Linked DNA regions of Sus scrofa: all the other regions are linked to region 1. Evidence: chromatin contacts called from public Hi-C data. All regions are on one chromosome and are shown on one strand. The core of a region is the stretch at or near the end of the contact, and the rest is flanking DNA. Distances in the headings are between cores, read along the strand shown. Region 1 overlaps LOC110260223 (a long non-coding RNA gene). Region 2 has its middle 39 kb from the start of MYC. Region 3 overlaps LOC106509952 (a long non-coding RNA gene).

The links. A called contact is a pair of places that touch in the nucleus more often than the background predicts.
Region 2: a contact with region 1 is called in a Hi-C map of liver, with 4 times the contacts expected there. The contact joins two enhancer-like sites. A contact is called at or near these places in 3 of 47 Hi-C or Micro-C datasets (liver and skeletal muscle).
Region 3: a contact with region 1 is called in a Hi-C map of liver, with 14 times the contacts expected there. The contact joins two enhancer-like sites. A contact is called at or near these places in 6 of 47 Hi-C or Micro-C datasets (fetal liver, liver and skeletal muscle).

The regions. Positions count from the first base shown.
Region 1 is chr4:11,947,639-11,950,489 of Sscrofa11.1, forward strand. The region is part of intron 2 of LOC110260223 (a long non-coding RNA gene); the gene reads right to left. Among named protein-coding and RNA genes, the nearest start is that of MYC, 510 kb to the right of the region's middle. Within about 2 kb of position 1,478, at least 3 of the 83 cell types and tissues checked have an H3K27ac peak or open chromatin away from gene starts, as enhancers often do. A contact at or near this core is called in fetal liver and liver, where this site is marked.
Region 2 is chr4:12,419,628-12,422,478 of Sscrofa11.1, forward strand. No RefSeq gene overlaps it. Among named protein-coding and RNA genes, the nearest start is that of MYC, 39 kb to the right of the region's middle. Within about 2 kb of position 1,349, at least 1 of the 83 cell types and tissues checked has an H3K27ac peak or open chromatin away from gene starts, as enhancers often do. A contact at or near this core is called in liver, where this site is marked.
Region 3 is chr4:12,216,765-12,219,615 of Sscrofa11.1, forward strand. The region is part of intron 4 of LOC106509952 (a long non-coding RNA gene); the gene reads right to left. Among named protein-coding and RNA genes, the nearest start is that of MYC, 240 kb to the right of the region's middle. Within about 2 kb of position 1,412, at least 3 of the 83 cell types and tissues checked have an H3K27ac peak or open chromatin away from gene starts, as enhancers often do. A contact at or near this core is called in fetal liver and liver, where this site is marked.

The DNA.
Region 1 (2,851 bases), core at 228-2,727:
GAAATACTTGTTAAATTGTTGCATGAATAAGGGAAAGAAGTTGTTGTATCTTCAATGATTTCTAATAAAAGTCAATGCTAAAGTTTAAAGTTAATAATATTTCATTACCTTTTAAGAGTTGAACCTCAAATGTACTTAGAAAAGAGCATATCTCCATGTTGATTTTTCTAGTTTCTTGGAATCAAGGGACTCAGAGTTGAAGGGAAATGAAAAGCCTTCTCATCTACTCTTCAACCTAGAATTGGAAGTCACTAAAAATTTTTTATCTTTTACTGGGACAAAGTTTCATTATAAAAGTATCTGGGAGTTTCCATTGTAGCTCAGTGGGTTAGGAATCTGACTAGGATCCATGAGGATGTGGGTATGATCCCTGGCCTCACTGAGTGGGCTAAGGATCTGGAGTTGCCACAAACTGTAGCATAGGTCACAGATGCAGCTCAGATCCTGTGGCTGTGGCTGTGGCTGTGGCTGGCAGCTGTAGTTCCAACTTGACTCCTAGCCAGGGAACTTCTGTATGCCACAAGTTCAGCCCTAAAAAAACATTTTTTAATAAAAAAAAATTTTTAAATCTGTTGGTGAAATTGAAGTTTTGTTTTTCTTAACAATTTTCCAATTAATTGTTATTTTATTACTCATAATGAAAATAATATGAATAAATTCAGTTTCATTTCTCTGGTTTATATAGTCAATAGGATTGAATCCTTGTGATAGGTAAAAGGTTGGCCCAGATTTTGTATTACTGTCAACATCATTAGCATAAACAAACATTTACTGACCATGGATCTATATTACGCGAAGTGATGCATTTTTTTTATGCAATTAGGTAACTGTGGTCCAAAAATATTGAGGCATTTTTTCCGCAAGTTACACAACTTATAAAAATAACCCAAACTGGAAAGTCTCACTTTGAAATCCACACATCACACAAATTTAGAAACTAAGGCAAATCCCTGTAGCAGTTGATCCGTCATGACCTAAGTTACTATCAGCTTCTACAGGCTCATCTCTAGATACTCAATTTTCAACTGACCCAGTTGCCTCTCTCCCCATTTTTTCCTTAACAAGTTCATTTTTTAATCCCATTTTAGTGACTATAAAATCAATTACCTACTCTACTCCAGGAAAATTCCTGCAAAGTAAAGAGGTTTTAACCTGCTATTCAATCAGCCAGAGGGAACATTGTTCATTTTAACTGTCTGGATAAATAAAGTCACATGCACATAACGTCACGTCTACTGTAGACATTATCAGTGGCACCATTTCATTTCATGGAAAAAGCAGATACCAGTGTTCTTGCTATTTTTGAAATCACCAAAGAGTAATCAATAACCTGCCTTGACATGTTGATCAAACAATCCTTGCTGGTTAATATTGACCAACTAATTTAAAAGTTTCAAAGGAGTTGTACACAATTTGCCCGAGCTGACTTGGAAACGATGCCCAATCCGGTTAATGTTTACGTCCACGAGGCGCTCACCTCCACTAAAAACCAGCCTTGCACATCAGCCCCACGGGGAAGGACAGCTCATGCCAGAGTTAAAGGAGGGCTCCAAGATAAAGAGTAACCCAGCCGGAAAGCCGAGGTTCAAACGCATCTGGTTTCCATTAACTGGGATTGCAACAGTCTCTTCAAAGGCGAAGAACACTCCTCCCTCCACACCAAAAATCTCCTGCTTCCTCCACGGTGGTAGATCCAGGAAAAGGTCCTGAATCACACCAGGGAGCCCCAGGTTAAAGAGTTAACATTTTATGCTGATTTTATTTGAGGTTTTGTTTAATGACACAGGTAACAGATGCTTCTCACAGACACACCAACAAACAAAATCACAATCAAAAAACACCAGTCATTACAAACAAAAAGAATTGACTGATATCACATTATTAATGCCCTTGAAAATATATAACAATGGTGTTCCCGTCCTGGCTCAGTGGTTAACGAACCTGACTAGGATCCATGAGGAGGCAGGTTCGATCCCTGGCCTTGCTCCGTGGGTTAAGGATCCAGCGTTGCCATGAGCTGTGGTGTAGATCACAGACATGGCTCAGATCCCTCCTTGCTGTGGCTGTGGTGTAGACCGGCAGCTACAGCTTCAATTTGACCCCTAGCCTGGGAACCTCCATATGCCACAGGTGTGGCCCTAAAAAAACAAAAGACAAATAAATAAATAAATAGAGGAAAATATCCAACAAGATGAGGTGATACCAATGTTTTCACATATTGCTATTTTGCCATCATCCTTTCTAATATTTTGAAGTTGCCTGGTTTCCAACTGAAATGGTATGTATTAATATTATCTATCAATCCCTTTTGACATCTGTATATTTTGCTTGCTTGCAGTTTTCCCTGTTATAAACACTTTAGCAATGAACTATCTTCCATTCAGCAACACATTCCACAAAGATTTATTGGACTCCTACAATGCCAGGCACATAGTCCTTAAATAGTTTGATCATCTTCATAATTACTTCTCTAACATAAAGTTCCCAGAAGCGGAACTCTTGGTCAAAGTCTACTTTTTGGATTTTAATTGGAATTGCCAATTGCTCCGCAGAGATGTTGTACCAGAAACACTTCTATCACCACCCGAGAATATCTACTACTTCATCAGAACTTACCAAGGAAAGCAGAAAGCCTGGCTTTGGAACAGCTGCTACTCAACCAGCAGCATCAGTATTACGTGCAAATGCGAAGCCTCAGGCCCTCCCCCTGAGACCTACCCAATTAGCATCTCTGGTAGGTGGGACCCAGTAAACTGGGTTTTAACAATCTCTCCACATGATTCTTATGCTGATTAAAGTCTGAGAATCATCAGTTTAAAGCACAAGAATCAGAGCTATGAATTGTCCACCC
Region 2 (2,851 bases), core at 99-2,598, 470 kb after region 1:
TGAGATACTGAAGATGACACCGGCAGACAAGGACTGTGAGGAAGAAAATTAGCTGCCATGTATGAAGCATCTAATCTCAGTCTGCTGTGGTGTGTACCAATATGTAAATACTTTGCATACGTATTTTCATTTTTAAAAAAATGCAGCATAGGTGTTCCCATTGTGGCTCTGCAGGTTGTGAACCTGACTAGGACCCACAAGGACATGGGTTCAATCCCTGGCCTCACTCAGTGGGTTAAGGACCTGGCATTGTCACTGCAGTGGTCCAGGTCCAAATTTGACCTCCGGCCCAGGAATTTACACATGCCGCAGGTGTGGCCAGAAAAAACAAACAAACAAAACAGGGTCTTTAGTTGCAGCCTTGCTAGTGCAGAGCTGTGTAACTTTAATAAATGACTTCCTCTCTCTGTGCTTCTGTGCTTCTGAGGTTTTGTTGTGGTTTCTTTGTTGGGTTTTTTTGTTTGTTTGTTTTATTTTTGTTTTTGTTTCACTTTTTAAGGGCTGAATCTTCAGCATATGGAAGTTCCCAAGCTAGGAGTTGAATCGGAGCTGCAGCTGTCAGCTTATACCTCTGCCACAGCAATGATGCGGTGTCTGAGCCTCATCTGTGACCTCCACCACAGCTCACAGCAACGCTGGATCCTTAACCCACTGAGTGAGGCCAGGGATTGAACCTGAATCCTCATGGATACTAGTCAGGTTCTTAATCCACTGAGCCACAATAGGAAGACCTTTTTATTTTTTATTTTTTTGGCTGTGCCTGAGGCAGGCAGAAGTTCCCAGGCCAGGGATTGAACCCACACCATGGCAGTGACCTGAGCCATTGCAGTGGTTGGATTCTTAACTGCTAGGCCACAAAGAAACTCCCATTCTGTTTATCTGTGTAATGAAAGGACCCAGTGAGATCATCACTTCCAGGGGTTCCTGTGGTAGCACAGTGGTTAATGAATCCGACTAGGAACCATGAGGTTGCCGGTTCAGTCCCTGGCCTTGCTCCGTGGGTTAAGGGTCCGGTGTTACCGTGAGCTGTGGTGTAGGTCGCAGATACCCTGCATTGCTGTGGCCCTGGTGTAGGCCGGTGGCTACAGCTCCACCTAGACCCCTAGCCTGGGAACCTCCACATGCCACTGGAGTGGCCCTAGAAAAGGCCAAAAAAAAAAAAAAAAAATCATCACTTTCAGCTTTTTCAAAGTATACAGTTTTGTGATTCTGAATGTGTCACAACCTCTGTACGTAAGAAAGGCTCACATCAGATCTTACTTTTCTTGCCAGAGGAGGGAGGACACCTCATTGAGAAATCTGCTCCTCTGGAAACTGGCCTGGATGAACCGCTGCCCAGGATCAGGCTGGCATGCTCCTTGTGTGTGCCTTGTGTGTACACGGGCTCAGAGGTGACACCGAGCTGCCCGTGGTCACACAGCCACAGGCCAAACCAGGCCTAGAGCTAGATTTCTCCCCACATCCTCCTCTTCTTCTTTTTTTAAATTTACTAATTTTTTTTTTGTCTTTTTGTCTTTTTAGGGCTGCACCTGTGGCATATGGAGGTTCCCAGGCTAGGGGTCCAATTGGAGCTGTAGCCACCGGCCTACGCCACAGCCACAGCCACAGCCACAGCCACAGCCACACCAGATCTGAGCCGCATCCTTGATCTACACCGCAGCGCACAGCAACGCCAGATCCTTAACCCACTGAGCGAGGCCAGGGATTGAACCTGCAACCTCATGGTTCTTAGATTCGGTTCCTCTCCACCACGACGGGAACTCCCCCATGTCCTCTTCTTGTACTACATATGTCTCCAAGGTAGTTGTTCACTTTTCTGGATGTGCCCCTGCCTTTTTTCTCCCCACTGGGTTTCAACCCATTTGAATACCCAAGTATCATTTCTTTGGGGAGAAATTAGGGGTACTCCAATCCACACACTTAAGGGAAGTCAGATGAATGGCCTCCAGCCCCCGGGAGTGCATAGATATCATTTCTCTGTTTGGGGAGAAACCAGGGCTACTCCAAGGTACACAGATGAGGGAAGTTAGATGCATGGTCTCATGTGACACTTACGGCTTGACTCATGATGAAACATTAGCCAGTCACTTCTAGGCACAGGTTATCTCTTCCCACTCTGTACCCTTGGCTGTTTTTTCTAGTCCTGATTCTTGAGGTCACCATCTTTTTGTCATTCTTGGCTGCTCTATCTTTATCCACCCCAATATTTAGACTTGGTGGTCTTTCAGGCCCAAGGGTCTCTGGAGAAGTAGAATCTTTTTTTTTTTTACAACATCCTAGGACTTTATACTTGGGTCTCAGGGCAAAATGGGTTACCTGGCACTGACATGTCTTTCCAAACTTGCTGAATACGAGAAATCAATGCTGTGTGGTTATGACACCAGCCAAGATGACCTGGCTCCAATCCGCTTCTGCCACTCTCCAGACGCGTGATTAAAAAATACTTTTTAAAGAGCTACATAAGAAGCTTATTAGTACACAAGAGAAAAAAAAATATTTTTGACCACACAGATTTATAACTTGTATGTGTGTGGGTGTGTATGACAAGCCCCAAGACAGATTTTTAAAACCTAGTTAAGTATCATCATTGTTATAAAAGGAAACAGAGGAGTTCCTGTCGTGGCGCAATAGTTAACGAATCCGACTAGGAACCATGAGGTTGCGGGTTCGGTCCCTGGGCTTGCTCAGTGGGTTAATGATCCGGTGTTGCCGTGAGCTGTGGTGTAGGTTGCAGACGTGGCTCGGATCCCAAGTTGCTGTGGCTCTGGCGTAGGCCGGTAGCTACAGCTCTGATTCGACCCCTAGCCTGGGAACCTCCATATGCCGAGGGAGCGGCCCAAGAAATAGCAAA
Region 3 (2,851 bases), core at 162-2,661, 270 kb after region 1:
GGCTGTTGAAGAAGCTGTTTCCGGGAATCTCCATAATCTGCTTAGTCTCTGCTTCCCCAGTGGGCGGGAACTCCTAGCGGCAGGGCCTCAGGATTCTGCCCCTTATGCTGAGCATCTGTAGGGACAGCGTGTTTGATGAGTGGCTCCAGGATGGACGGATGCAAGGGAAGGAGTAAAGGAAAAGAGAGAGAGGGAATGAAGGAAGGAAGGGGCTGTACTGTGGAGGTGAGCAAAAAAAAAAAAAAAATCTCTGTCATGACATCAGGGGAGGCAGAAATAAAAGGGGGAAATGGATAAAAGCAAAATGTCTATTAATACAGACTTGCTGGGGAAACTAGGGAATACTACACAGCAGTTAAAAAGGGTGAGGTTGGAACTCCCTCATGGCTCAGTGGGTTAAGGGTCTGGTACTGCCACTGCTGTGGCTCTGGTTACAGCTGTGGTGCAGCCAAAACAAAAAAACAAAAAAAGCGAGGTGGCGTACACTCATACAGAAAACCTATAAGATGTATTGTTGAGTGAAAAATGCATACACTGATTTGATTTCCTCCAGCTCTGAATGCCGCAGCACCCATGGAGCCAGGGACAAGGCTGGTGGTAGGATCTGGGGCTAAATCCCAAGGAGATCAGCTGACTGCATCTGCTGTCTCAGAGGATATTTCCACCCACGAGGAAAGGAAGGCCTTCCATCAAGGTCTCCAGGCAACCACGATCTTGTGACCCAGCTTCCAGCGTGGCTTTGCACCCCCGGTTCCTTGAAAATACTTGTAGTGATTTTAAGACAAAAAGAATCCAAGGGACATCCCTCAGCTCCTGGCCCCCAGCCGGTGATAAGCATGAAGAGCAGTGCATCCGTGTGGAGCTGCAAAGCTGAGAAGACCTATGGTCTCTTCCTGGCTACAGGTGTCACCTGCAGGATGTTTAAAATATCTCTGAACTCACTGCCTACATCTACATTTCTAGAAATTTCACTGCAATGTCCAAAAATTTCTTTGGCAGCACTGGTCCCGCACAACAGCCAGTGAATTGCTGAAGGCAGGGTGGCCCTTTATTCGGGCTATGTAACCCCAACTGGCTGGAGTCTCAGAGATGACCAAGCCCAAACTCAACCCAGTGAAGACAGCACTGTTCAGAGAGGTCAGGAAACTTGCCTGAGGTCACACTGCAAGGCAGGGGCAGGATGGGAACCAGAACTCAGTATTCCTCAGCCACAGGTCTGTGTCCCTTGCACCTGTCACGATATACTTCTTCACATTCAGAACCCATCACAGCCTTCAAAAGTAGATGATCCACTTGACAGCTGGCTAGAACAAGGATCCTGGGGTTACCCTGAGTCCAGAGCAAAAGCCAACTCAGGCCGAAGGGACGCCTCTGATGACCCAGGGGCGCAAACACACAGCACCATAATTAGCTCAGGCCTGGTCATCAGGACACCTCTTGCTCAATGTTATTCGTTGCTTCATGGTTTCCACATCCAGAGGAATAATACTTCCCTAAAAATCAATTGTCCCCAGCAACCCACCTACACAGTTCTTGGAAAATATGGGTTAAACCTTCTGCCACACACGCAAAACAGGGAACAAAGAGGGTGAGGGAAATTCATCGCCACGTCCTGCACTTTGCATTGTTCGCCCCACAGGTTTTTCAAGTGATCAAGTTCAAATGACCCTATATGTCTTAGGGCTGCCAACACTCGCCAGAAAGGAAGCACCCCAGGCTTTAATAAACGGGATTACTGGGTATCAAGAGATTCTAGATAGCTTCAAGAGGCTGGAGGTGAGGGGAACTGAAGATGGCCTGGAAGGAAGATGCTGGAATAATCTGTTTCTGCCACTGGAGAAGGAGCGGCTGTGCCCTTTCTGCAGCCCGGAACTCTGGACGAGCTGAGACACGGGAATTACAAAACGTCAGTCAAATAAATAGGTGGCCCTAATGGGAACATTTCCCAACCTGCCAGAACAAATAAAGAGAGGGATGGCTCTGGTTTTCAGACGAGGCAGCTTCCAGTGACAGAGATGCCTGGCACATAGGAAGTGCTCTGTAAATATGAAACACACATAGGGTTTCTGATTCCCTGGACTTGGGCCGGAAAGCCCCGTGGACCACTCCTCACTGTCCACACTTGCTCTTTAGATGCTCAGATGACAGACAGATATAGGTGATAGACAGATAATAGAGAGGTAGATGGATAGATGATAGATAATGGATACATAGATGACAGATGATAGATGATAGATGATAGATAATAGAGAGATAGGTGATAGACAGATAACAGAGAGATAGATGAGAGATAGATAATAGAGGGATAGCTGGATAGATGATAGATAATAGATAGATATATAGATGACAGGCAGATAGATAATAGAGAGATAGATGGATAGATGACAGAAGAGACAGATGGTTATGTAGCTAGCTAGCTAGATGAATGATAGACAGGTACCTTAAAGAATGGGCTCCTACAGTTGTGGAGGCTGACAAGTCCAAAGTCCGCAGGGTGGGTCAGGGGAAGAGGTGATGCTGTACCTCAAGTTTGAAGGCCATCTGGAGGCAGAATCCCCACTTCCTTGGGGCCTTCGGTACTTCTCCCTTGAGGCCTTCAACTGATTGGATGAGGCCCACCCACCTCATGGAAGGGAAAATCTGCTCCCCTCAGAGTCTACTGCTGTAAATGTTGTTTTTGTTTTTTTTTTTTTTTTTTTTGGTCTTTTTGCCATTTCTTGGGCCGCTCCTGCGGCATATGGAGGTTCCCAGGCTAGGGGTCGAATCGCAGCTATAGCCGCTGGCTCACACCACAGCCACAGCAATGCCGGATCGTTAACCCACTGAGCAAGGGCAGGGATCAAACCTGCAA